Linked DNA regions of Mus musculus: region 1 is linked to region 2. A link is a contact called in public ChIA-PET data. All regions are on one chromosome and are shown on one strand. Each heading gives the region's core, a stretch centred on a gene start, on an enhancer-like site or on the middle of the called end of the contact. The rest is flanking DNA. Distances are from core to core; before and after follow the strand shown. Region 1 holds the start of Trmt11 (tRNA methyltransferase 11). Region 2 overlaps Trmt11 (tRNA methyltransferase 11).

The links. ChIA-PET counts read pairs in DNA pulled down with a chosen protein or histone mark.
Region 1: an RNA polymerase II ChIA-PET map of memory CD8 T cells shows a contact between it and region 2, with 43 read pairs. The contact joins the promoter of Trmt11 here to the enhancer-like site in region 2. A contact is called at or near these places in 2 of 39 promoter capture datasets (3T3-L1-derived adipocytes and macrophages), 7 of 484 Hi-C or Micro-C datasets (the C10 cell line, the MPC-11 cell line, embryonic stem cells and 4 more), 6 of 115 datasets of contacts at active chromatin or transcription factors (CD8 T cells, the SCID.adh cell line, effector CD8 T cells and 2 more) and 2 of 9 other capture datasets (embryonic stem cells and liver).

Annotation. Positions count from the first base shown.
Region 1 is chr10:30,599,432-30,602,494 of GRCm38.p6, forward strand. It overlaps Trmt11 (tRNA methyltransferase 11), which reads right to left and starts at 1,269. Exons shown (of 13, transcript NM_028604.3): 1 at 1,159-1,269. The coding sequence starts at 1,230.
Region 2 is chr10:30,549,278-30,552,136 of GRCm38.p6, forward strand. The region is part of intron 11 of Trmt11 (tRNA methyltransferase 11); the gene reads right to left. Among named protein-coding and RNA genes, the nearest start is that of Trmt11, 50 kb to the right of the region's middle. Within about 2 kb of position 1,379, at least 20 of the 459 cell types and tissues checked have an H3K27ac peak or open chromatin away from gene starts, as enhancers often do. A contact at or near this core is called in memory CD8 T cells, where this site is marked.

The sequences.
Region 1 (3,063 bases), core at 19-2,518, 50 kb after region 2:
GGGTTACCAATGGCTGTAGGCAGTATCCTGACACAGCTGCTGGGCGCCAAATTCAGGTCCTCTGGAAGAGCAGTGTTCGTAACCAGTGAGCCAACTCTCCAGTTCCAGTGTCTCACCACTCTTTAAACATGAAGTTGAAGAAATCTCATCCTTTCCAGGTTTTCTTACGCAGAAAAATGAAATGCTTATCACAATCTAGATTTGTTCTCACCTCCTACATTGCCACTCTATCCTGTTCTCTTACTGCTGACACTAGATTAGTTTCTTAATCATTTAATATTCCAACAGATTCTTATTAACTCCAGTCTTATTGCTCTCGAGTCCTTCCTTCATTTTACTTTCTATTAAAAAACAATCTAATTCTGCCTCTTTACTTTTAAACTGTTTAATTCCTCTTCCAAGCTATAGTGTCCTCAAGTCTGTTTTCTCTGGTCCATCAGCCTACTTCTCTCTCTTTACCACTCTGCTACGTAGCTGGTGACGAGCAACGAACAACAGTTTATACTTCTAATGGACTTATTTCCTTGGCCCCGGTAACTAATACTGTAGCTCATATGTCACCCCCACCTTGAAAGGCAACATCCTTCATTCATCAATGGACAAAGATTCCCTTTTTAAAAGGCCCCCATACTTTAAAGGTTCCCACTAAGAACCCTCCATCATTGCACTTCACAAAGTTATGGCTATGCTCTCGCGTCCGCTAGTCCTGAGCCTAAGTAAACATTACGCTCTTTAAGGGCAGAGCTGTCAGTCAGCGCATCCTTGCCGTTCGGTGCACGCGACTTCAGGCGCTGTAGAAAATGTCACTTGAGTAAATAAAAAAGCTTCCCCCTCCCCAACTTTATTAAGTTCCACCCCAAGCCTTCCATCATGCCTGAACCTATATCGACACTCCTCACACTCCACCGAGAGCCCCCATGGATGTCTCCATTCTGCGTCGGGTCAGGTTCACCTGCTTAACTGCGGCGCCAGGAGCACGTGCAGAGGGGTGAATGGCAAGGCTCCGTCCTGGAGAAAGGCTGCCGGGGACATGGTCCGCCCAGCGGCCTCATCCCCGCCCCAATCCAGGCGCGCGCCGCTGCCCGCAGAGACCCCCCCCCCCCCCAGCCGGCGCGTGAGGAGTGCGAGCCTCTGCGCCCAGCACCCAGGACGGCTCACCGGTAAGCGGAACTCCAGATGCTCCTGTGCCATGAGCAAGAGATAGCGATTCAAGGAGCCCGGCAGCGCCATTGCAGCTACTACCGTGCGCCTGCGCGGCCTCCACGGGCCCGCCCCCTCCTCCTCCTCCCTAGAGCCAAGTTTCCGCCGAGCCTCATCCCGGAGCCGGAAACGGAAGCACGACAAGGAACACTGGCGGGTGGCACTTTCTAGGAAGGGGCGCTAAGGGCAAGAGTGAGATCCTGGTGTTCCCACCGTCTGTGGCTACCCTAGCACGCTCCCCTTGTGAGATGCATTGTTTTAAGAGGCAGGCTGCAGTGATCCCGCGCAGTTCCCCAGGGATACTCCACTTGGAGTGTTCTTCTGACTCCTCCCTCTGTTCTTCAGCTCAAAACTGGACCAAAACTTCACTGTTAAGTGTAGACTCTTAATCGTTCGAGATTCAGCCTCACCTGCTTGAACACTGAGTGTACTTTTAGTGATTTTGCAAAAATTTTTCAAGAGCTGTCAAGGACCCATCTCGGGTTGCTCTGTATGGAAACAAACAAACAAACAAAAGCCTTCCTCAGACTTGCACTCCGTAATTATGCTATGTTGTTCCAGGCACACAGTAAATCCACAGCCAGTGGTAGATTAAAAACATTGGTGAAAGTTACCCTAATTACTCAGATGGGCCTAATACCATAACAGTTTGCAAGAGACATGGCTACCTATACATAAGCTCGACAAGTATCATTTCTGCTCAAAGTACTGAACCCTTTGTACTGCTGAGGCCTGTATTTTTGGGTTTTGTGTTCCACCTTGGTAATGCACAGCATATACAAGTATCCTGTGCCAGAAATATAGTTGATGCTTATTGGTAGTGATCAAGACAGCCAGCACACAGACAGTGGTGACCCTTGTTACCCAAACCTCAGTTCCATTTATTATCCCTATGCTCTCAGCGAATTTTGTAACATCTGTGAGCTTCAATATTCTTTTAAGAACTGGAGTATTGCATCCTACAGATAATAGCTATAAGTACTAGGTGTTACAATATTCAAACTTCAACGTATACTCTATTGCATGGGACCAATAAATAGCATTGGGAAATGTTTTTTGTTGTTTTAAATGAGAATTTCTGCTTTTTTTTTTTAAAGAGAGATTTGCCTTTGTTAGTGTTGTTAAAAATCCTTTCACTGAGGACAATGTAAGCAACAGCAACCATGTCTACCAAAATCCCAAGAACAAAACAAGGCACATTATCACCAAAGTTCACTCCAATGAGCAATGAGTTTATTGGGTTTCCTTCTAGAGAATCGATGAGGACTCACTCACCTGGCTATGGGCACTCCTACCCTAACAGGATACACCTGAAAAGCTTTACCCAGCAGTGAGATGGGCCAAGGAGATGGATAGACGTTGACTTCCCAGCATTCCCACTCTCTAGTGTAGTACCTACAAACCAGCTACAAGGACTTTCTGTTGGATCTATCTGCCTTTCTGGGTTCTGACTCTGAAGGAAGTACTACTATAATCACAAGAGCCAAATCCTTAACACTATCGAGCCCCTCTCCTTGAACCCCGCCCTCCTCCCCCCCCCCCCCCCCCGTCAAAATAAAAATCATTCTGATAATTAAAAGGTAAGTTATTTTAGTTGTTAGAATAATACTCAAAAATGTAAGAACACTTTTACAAACGACTACATAAATGAAAATTCAGTAAAATATTAAGTTAATTTTTGTTTAAACTAGTTTTCATATATTCCAGACTGACCTAAAACTGTCAAGCTCTTCACCCCTCCCCCTCCTGAGAGTTGAAATTATAGGCCTATGCACAACACCTAGTTTAGGATTTCTCTTCATTTGCATTTATGAAACTTGACTAGAAAACTAACACAGATATGCAGTTATTGCTGGACTTTAT
Region 2 (2,859 bases), core at 129-2,628:
ATAATGCTAGTATTGCTCAAACAAAGTTGCCAGTAGCTAGCTTTCTCTTTTGAGTAGGGTATGGTAGGCACAAACCACAGGATTTGTTCGACAGCATATAAAGATATTTGGAGGTTGGTTTTTTATTTTGGACTCCCAACATTACTGTGAGAAACCTCCTTTCTCATTAGCCTCTTACAGTCCGCTGTATCTATGGACTGGCTGTAGGACACCTCCTACCCTATACAGTAATCCAAAGAGTCCGGCAAGTCGGGAGACATTTGCATAATTATGTATAATCTCCTGTATTCTTTAAATCATCTTTAGATTACTCAGAATACCTAACAGCAAGTTGGGAGACATTTGCATAATCTATGTATAATCTCCTGTATCCTTTAAATCATCTTTAGATTACTCAGAATACCTAACACAAATATAAATGGTACTTGCTATACTGAATTACTGTGAAAATGGTAAGAATAAAAAGTCTTAGGTTTAGTATGTGTAAAACTATTATACTCCAAATTCAATTTTTCATTGAAGATTGGCTGAATCCAGATATAGAAACCACAGGTATAGAGGACTAACTTTATATATGAATGACCAAATCAATGGAAAACATATGTCCAAAATAATACTGAAAATTTGAATAGTAGCTTAAAAACATCTTCAGTGTATACGGAATTCCGTATTAGTGGACTGTTTGCCAACTATTAAATCTGTACTTTGCCTAGACAATTATATTAATACCTAACTCTGATTTTATTACTGTTTCCCTGTAACTTAAGTTACCTATTTAAAACTGAAATCAGACCAAACAGGCAAACCACACAGATTTAGATCAGTGGTTGCTAAAGGCAGGAGGAGGGGTAACTCCACTTGGGGGTTTCTTTGGGAGTAAATGACGTTTCCTGTGGGGCGGTTGTCTTTATAGTGGGACGGTTGCACAATTTTGTGGAAATACTACAAACCACAGGAAAGAGAAGTGTATAGTGGGAAATGCATGAATGCAAATGATATCCAAGAGGTTTCTAAAAGCAAAACTAGTTATACACATAAGCCTCTAGCTCTTCCATGAGTCACTTCTCAGTCACTCTTCTTCCTATAAAATGTTAAGTTCTTTCTAAATGTTATATATTTCACCTCCCGCCTGAAAAACAGACTGCAAATTTACTGACCACTGAACTGAATCATTCTTTGTTTCCTAGATAAGGACAAAAAGATGTTCTCTTCCATAAATCTACTGAATACATTAAAATATATTCCTAAAATCTTGAGACATGTTATTAAGCTCCTTGGACATCATTTATATTTTATGTGTCTCCGTGTATGTTTGCTACCTGTGTGTGGGTTTCCTCAGAGGCCACAGAAGGCCCAGGGCTGGAGGAAGCTAGTGATGAGCAGCCCCGTGGAGGTTCTGGGAACTGACCTCAGGTCTGCTGGAAGAACAGCAAGCACTCGTAACTGGTAAGCCATGCTGCTAGCGCCCACACTTTATTTTAACTGATAATTTGAACATATGGTTATGGGATATAATAGAAATTTTTGATATATGTATGTTAATCATATTCCTTTTTAAAACTTTATTTCATGAACATGTGCATACAGGTGCCACACACACCTGCTGAGCTTGGAGAACAACTTTCAGGAATCTTCTCCTTCTACAACATGGTGTCTGTGGAATCAAACTCTGGGTCACCGGGCCTGTGCAACGTAGCAAGCCACCTTGCTGGCCTTGCTGTCACTTCTATCAGTAACACCAGCAGCTGGATTTCTATCTTCCACAAAGAACATTTCTAGACAGTTTAACAGTTGGCAAAAAGAAATTAGATAACAAAAGCTCCATGGATTTGTGGAACCTGAGCAAGCAAGTGGACTCACTCAGGAGCTCTGCAGCTCTGAGACGAATCTCTGCTCTGTTTCAGTTTCGTTTCAGCCAGAGGAAGCCATGAATATTAAACCCACCAATATCAGAATGTAGTGAAGAGACAACAGAGATCTAATAATGAGCATGGGAGGATCTGGAAATAACTGACACAAATCAACCAGTAGATTTCCACAGTACTCTTCCCACTTGAGCTAGCTACACAGCTGGGAGAAATCTATCCTCAAATGAAACGTCTACAAAGGAACACAAACTAGCTCTACCTTATTCCTGGCACTCACGTCTCGTTGGGGTACAGTCACCCCTGTTATTTGGTGATACTTTTTAGACGTCTCTTATGTGTGTAAACAATTTAAGCTTCTTCAGTTTTCACATGACTCTCAAACACCTCTAAGTGTTAGTTGCTCCTTTCCATATCCCTCCCCTTTCCTTTCTTCCATCTCTCCCCCCATTTAATCCCCTGCTCCAATCCCAAATGTGTGCCCTATTTCCCCTTCCTTGAGAGATTTCCCTGCCCCACCTTCCCACTTGTCTCTTACTCTGTACCTAACCTCTATGGTTATACAGTTTGTAGCATGTTCATCGAATGCTTAAACGGTAACCTAACATCCACATATGAGAGAAAACGTATACTATTTGTCTTTTGGGGTCTGGGTTACTTCAGTCAGGAGGACTTTTTTTCTAGTTCCCTCCATTTACTCGCATATTTCGTAATTTTATTTAACAGCTGAATAAAGTTCTGTTCTATAAATATATCAATATTTAGTCTTGTTTGGGCTTTTTGTGTGTGTGTCTTACTATTCTTTTGCATATACACCATGGTTTCCAATTTTGTGGTTTATGCATTTCCTGTGCCTTTCTTTTCTTCCTTATTTTTTTTTAAATGATGGTTTGTTTGCCTAATTGTTTTCTAGAGAGAAAGAAAGGGTGCGGGGACATGGGTGAGAAAGATCTGGGAGGAGTTGGTGAAGGAAAAATGGTGATTAGAATAGCTT